Regions from separate parts of the Bombyx mori genome. Here region 2 is linked to region 1. The links are chromatin contacts, called in public Hi-C maps. All regions are on one chromosome and are shown on one strand. The core of a region is the stretch at or near the end of the contact, and the rest is flanking DNA. Distances in the headings are between cores, read along the strand shown. Region 1 overlaps LOC101746894 (protein daughterless). Region 2 overlaps LOC101742339 (ATP-dependent zinc metalloprotease YME1L).

Evidence for each region. A called contact is a pair of places that touch in the nucleus more often than the background predicts.
Region 2: a Hi-C map of middle silk gland shows a contact between it and region 1, with 2.8 times the contacts expected there. The contact joins two enhancer-like sites. A contact is called at or near these places in 2 of 7 Hi-C or Micro-C datasets (middle silk gland and midgut).

What each region holds. Positions count from the first base shown.
Region 1 is chr2:268,806-271,601 of ASM3026992v2, reverse strand. It overlaps LOC101746894 (protein daughterless), which reads left to right. Exons shown (of 14, transcript XM_062672427.1): 12 at 465-554. Among protein-coding and RNA genes, the nearest start is that of LOC101742491, 22 kb to the right of the region's middle. Within about 2 kb of position 1,296, at least 4 of the 8 cell types and tissues checked have open chromatin away from gene starts, as enhancers often do.
Region 2 is chr2:400,643-403,412 of ASM3026992v2, reverse strand. LOC101742339 (ATP-dependent zinc metalloprotease YME1L) reads right to left here. Exons shown (of 14, transcript XM_021347216.3): 13 at 2,054-2,154; 14 at 1,231-1,683. The coding sequence ends at 1,280. LOC101742200 (zinc finger protein 791) reads left to right here. Exons shown (of 2, transcript XM_004924950.5): 2 at 1-867. Among protein-coding and RNA genes, the nearest start is that of LOC101742200, 5.1 kb to the left of the region's middle. Within about 2 kb of position 1,437, at least 5 of the 8 cell types and tissues checked have open chromatin away from gene starts, as enhancers often do.

The sequences.
Region 1 (2,796 bases), core at 47-2,546:
GCAGTACGGTTCAATTTGCGGCGTGGCCCGAGACGTGTGTCGCTAATGAATGTTGATTGTCGATTGATTGTCGATGTGTAATTTGAGTTGACGGTTGGCAGCGCAATGGCAGGACCTGGTACGATACCGATGACAGTAGGCGTCGGTGGCCACTTATCATCCGGTCGGCCCTCATCAAGTCTGCCATCGTAAGGAGAATTAATATTTAAGATTTTTAAAAACGACTTCAGAACATCTGGATTTATAATGTCGGATGAGATGCGTCGGCTCCCCCCGGGGTGGGGGCCGTGGTGGGACGTCAAACAAAACTTCCCTTGACCAGCTTTGATTAGTTTCGGTTTAGTAGTTATAGAGTTTTAATGAGTTAGATGTTTTGAAGTCGTTTATAAAATGAATAAACTAATACAATAAGTTTTCACTAAAACTGTTAAGATGTTAACATATGATTTAACCCGCTGTGGCAGCTGCTCGTCCGCCGACGAGGACGACGTGGACCCCGACACCAAGGCGGCCCGCGAGAGGGAGCGCCGCCAGGCCAACAATGTCAGGGAGAGGTCCGTACTGGTACCGGGGGGACCGGGGGCGGGGTTGGGGGGCTGCGCGGTCGAGCAGGGGGGCGAGGTTGGGTCGCAATAACGGGGCTAGTGATGAAGTTGAAATGAGCCCGATAATAGTAGAGTTTTTGTTCAAAATAATGGAACACAGTTTATATTGAAATTCCCTAGTTTTTAGAGTGTTCATGTCAATGATTTATTTGTACGTATAATTTCATTAACATCCATTGTAAAGCCGTTGTCATTTCTAAAAGAGCGAGGTTTGATTATTTACAAACTGTTCCACCGCGCCGAGCTCCCCACACTCGTGCGCTCACAAACCTCATATATCTGGACGGAGGCGAATAAACCAATATTTGAGGTTTGGAGGCGTACTAACTGCGTACTAACAAGTGTACTCCTACATTTCAGCCGGTAACTTCACCAGCCCTAGGGGTCTCGGGTCGGATGGAGGTCGCGCCTGTACAGGGTGTCCCCACTTGGAACAAAATATTTAATTGTTACAAATATTAATCTACATATTTGAAACTATAGGTGTTTGAAAAAGCGAGAATATCTATTGGAAACTATTATGTAGTTTAAATAATACATCGCCATAATTGAAAGCAAATATTGTAAATTGATTTATTATACATACGCACAAAACATCCGAGCCGAGGCCTGCAATAATCCCGCGGGTCGCAGTGTGTTAACTAAGGTCCTAGGCGCTAGGAGCTAGATCTTAGGTCTATCAGGTCTGCTCTAAGAAGGGTCATCGTGCTCCCTTGCGGGGGCACGGAGCGGGCCTTGAGGCAAAACCCATTGCCCGGACATGAACTCCCTGCCACAAAAGGCAGGGGTGAGATAGGAGGAGGGCTGTTCGCAGCGTGCTATCGGTCGCAATGAACATCTATATATACTTAGACATAACACATTGGCTTGAGTCTGGTCAGGAGTGTGCGCCGGGCTGTCGTCTGCTTGATTTTTTGTTTCCTACAAACTAAATTAACTAATAATCTACAACTACTTAAAGCTAACTATATATATACATCAAGCAAATAACAGCTAGCGAACCGGATAGGGCCCGCCACCGGCCCTATGCCGCGGTCCCCCTTTTACAAGTTAGAGGGGGGCCACTGCACAATTGATGGCGCTCACCCGCTCTGGGCTCCCCATAAGGTGAAGACCAAAGCGGGGAAGGACCGACTTTTAAAAACTCCCCAAAAGCGGGAGTGGTCCGCCCACGGGGGTGGTGCAATGGGTCCCCATAGGGGGAGGTCTGCTCAAGAGTGTGGTTTGTAGTTTTTAAGCTTTCCACTGGCGCAGTAGTGAACGGTGGGGGAGGGGGGGGGGCGTGTACGTGACTCTTCTATTGATGTGTATTGCGCTCTTCGAAGTAAGTTTACGCACGATCAGCGAATTATCGGCCGGTTCAGAAGTTCAGAGATAGTAATGAGTGGAGCTCGGAACTATCGCAGCCGTGGTAATGTTCCTGCGTCGCCCCCGCGCGGCACCCGCACGAGCGTTCCGTCTCATTTTCCGATTCAGTCTATTCCGGTAAGCCGGAAATATTAAAAAAATAGACACGGCCGACAAACATGGCCGAAAAATTCAAATACCCAACTAATTGCATTATTGAGAGTTCTAATTGAATTAAAATTTTAGGATTCAAATTGTGAGATTTTTTTTGCACTCAAACTGCCGGCCCATCTTTTCGTCCAATTACTTGTCGAAATTATGGTTTCAAAATAGTCCTCCACTGTTTCGTTGCTTTCTTCTTGTGCTTCAATGTGTCTGCCCCCTGTCCCCTCTCCTCTCGTGCTGCCCTCTTGTTCGGAAATCTCTAACCGTCCTCTGCGTGCTACGCCGTGACGTCACGAACGTTCAATTTCGCGGGTAGTTTAATTTGAAAACTCATCTCCTTTGTAATGTCAGCTCGTAAATTTGCAAAGACAAGTTTCCTGATAAATGTAATTGTTTTTTATATTAACTGGTATTGAAGTGATCTTGCGTTCTCCTTGTTACGCCGCTTTAGTCTGAGCTTTCATAAAGTGCAATGAACAGAGAGCGACTTGATGAGGGCCGATGTCCACGGGCCTCCGCGTCGTAGCGACGCTGGGATCAGTTTAGTCTTACAAAACAAATCGAAACTCAATGGTATTGTTTGGTGGCGTCAGTTGTTCATCAGCGGACGAAGGGGATGATGAGGTGGACCCACAGGCAAAGGCTTTGAGGGAGAAAGAGAGGCGGCAGGCCAACAACG
Region 2 (2,770 bases), core at 188-2,687, 130 kb before region 1:
TAGAAAAAGTTGTTTTTTTTTTTTTTATTGCTTATATGTGTGGACGAGCTCACAGCCCACCTGGTGTTATGTGGTTACTGGAGCCCATAGACATCTACAACGTAAATGCGCCACCCACCTTGAGATATAAGTTGTAAGGTCTCAGTATAGTTACAACGGCTGCCCCACCCTTCAAACCGAAACGCATTACTGCTTCACGGCAGAAATAGGCAGGGCGGTGGTACCTACCCGCGCGGACTCACAACAGGTCCTACCACCAGTAAGTGACGTACCACCAGTGATAATTGAAAAAAAAAAAAAAAAAAAAAAGAGAATGTGTTTTACCTTATGCCCGGCAGAGGGGGGGGGAGTCTCATCTGGGATGCAACTTCCGTAGACACTTTTGCTCCCAGTCATCTAAGTCGCCCAACTCGAAAGCGAAAAAACTCGAGCTCAACAACAAAGCCAGAACTGATATTTTTTTTGCACGCAGTACGCGCCGTGTGCGACTAAAGACAGCAATAGTTTAGAGTGAGAGCGCATGATCGCTGCCGCCATTTTAGATTCGTTTCTCTATTGGCGCGGTTTATATAAAGAAGTGTTATTACAATCAGCGAATAAGCAGTCCGGCATCTGTTCATATATCTACGTAACGATATCATTGAACGTGTCGCGGACTGAGGACAACACCTTTGGCTTGTATACCAACCAGGATACAAACATGGTTTTGCTTCATTTGGACCTGCTACTAAACCTCTGTTCACTGTTCACCTGTGACGTCACAACTTGTCCCAATGAATTTATTTTATAAAACAATGTATAAATCAGACATATTGTATATAGTTCACTTGTTATTTAAAATAAGTGCAATTAAATTTATGAAATATTTTCTTGCTTTTTATTTTTAAATACATATATGTAAAGATATATATATCTTTACATGTTAGTGCCGTATCATGAGATCAGTGTGCTTAGTGCGAGTTTTTTAACGTTTTCGATAGCGTAAAAGTTAGCTCATATTTGTATGGAATGGGATCGTTTGCCTACGTTTGCCGCTAGGGGCGCTGTTCCAACTGCATACAAAATTAGGCTAACTTTTACGCTATCGAGAACGTTAAAAAACTCGTACTCAACACACTGTAATTCACAGATAGCTGTGAGAGAGAGAGAGAGAGAGATGTACAGCTGCGGGAGAGAGTTATGCAATGCTTGGCACCGACGGGAACTGATCGAAAAATAATGAAACTGAAATAATTTTAAAGAGCTTTATTATTACGAACGATTACGATCGGGGACAGGTCTAGGCGGGAGCGGGCTGCGGGGTCAACAGGGGAGGCGCGGGGTTGGGGGAAGGGGAAGGAGACGGGTCCTTGGTCTTCGAGCCGCGTTCCAGTTTGGTCTTCTCTCCGTTCATGAGGGCCCGGATGTCGTCCGCGTCGAGGGTCTCGTAGCGCAGCAGCGCGGCGGCGAGGGCGCGGTGCTCGCGCGCGTGCGCCCGCAGGATGTGCTTGGCGCGGTCCAGACTGTCGCTGAGCAGTTTGCGCACCTCGCTGTCGGCCAGGTCGGCCAGCGCGGGCCCGGGCGCCGGCTGCGCGGGGGCCGCCGGCGGGTCCAGCGCCCGCGGGCCCACGCGCTCCGACATGCCCCACTCCCGCACCATGTGCCGCGCCAGCGACGTCGCCTGCTTCAGGTCCGACGCCGCCCCTGTGCGTCCGGGGGCAGTAAGTAACCACTTCGCAATAAGCAACTACATTTTTATAAAAGCTTTAAAAGGAATAAAGGGCCGGTACTTGTCCGAATCGCCAGCCCGCCGCCCTCGTCCGCCACTGTATAAATGCCACCACTCATCCTGAGACATGGGGTCAAAGTTTCAACTGTATGGTGCACCAGCTGCCCCACCATTCAAACCGAAACATATGACCCTTCTCGACAGCAGCACGGGGCGTGGGGTGTTACCGACCACAGATAATTATTATTATTTAATTATTACATATTAATCATTCTGATTTAGCCTGGAAAGGATCCGCCTATCAGTCGGTTCCAGCGGGCGGCCGCGCGGGCACGAGTGACCAACCTGAGGTGATCTTCTCCGGTCCAAAGATGAGTTCTTCCGCCGCCCGCCCCCCCATCATGGTGTCCATCATCGCTAGGAGCTGCTGCTTCGTCTCGTGGTACCTGCCGGCAAGTGCAGTACGCGTTAGCGGATATTGGGGCGGCCCGCGTCGCGCTGAGTGGACGTCAGCCCACCAACAGTCTGTACAGCGCTGGTCGTTACCACACCAGGATGGCGCGTTATGCATGTGCGCTGCTTGCTGATTAGACAAGGGACGACAGTACTTTTTTTTTGACGTGACAACATCATATAATTCGATGGAGCCGGCTGCACGCAGGAAAAGACATGACTCATGCGGCGTTTCCTCGCTCTGAGGCGTTCCATTTAAGGCTTGAAGTGCAAGCGAGAGCGCGCAACGAGCGACAAAGAGGCACAATCGGCCTCCGCGTTCGGCCGCGGTCGACATCTGTCTCTCTCCTACTTGAGTGAGCGATGCATGTGCGTGGACAGCTGCTATACAATCATACATTTACATGTTTACGTCAAGTATGAAGTTCAGTGAAAAGTGAATGCGGTGTCAATTGTTTATAGCAAAGATAATTATTATTGCGATAATTGAAAAATGAAACCATTCCATCAGTATTTTCTTATGACGTTGACACGTTCAACTATCGTCAGTAAACCGACTTTACAGACAACCGATTTTCTTTATAATGGAAAGGTTACTGGTGGCCCGGA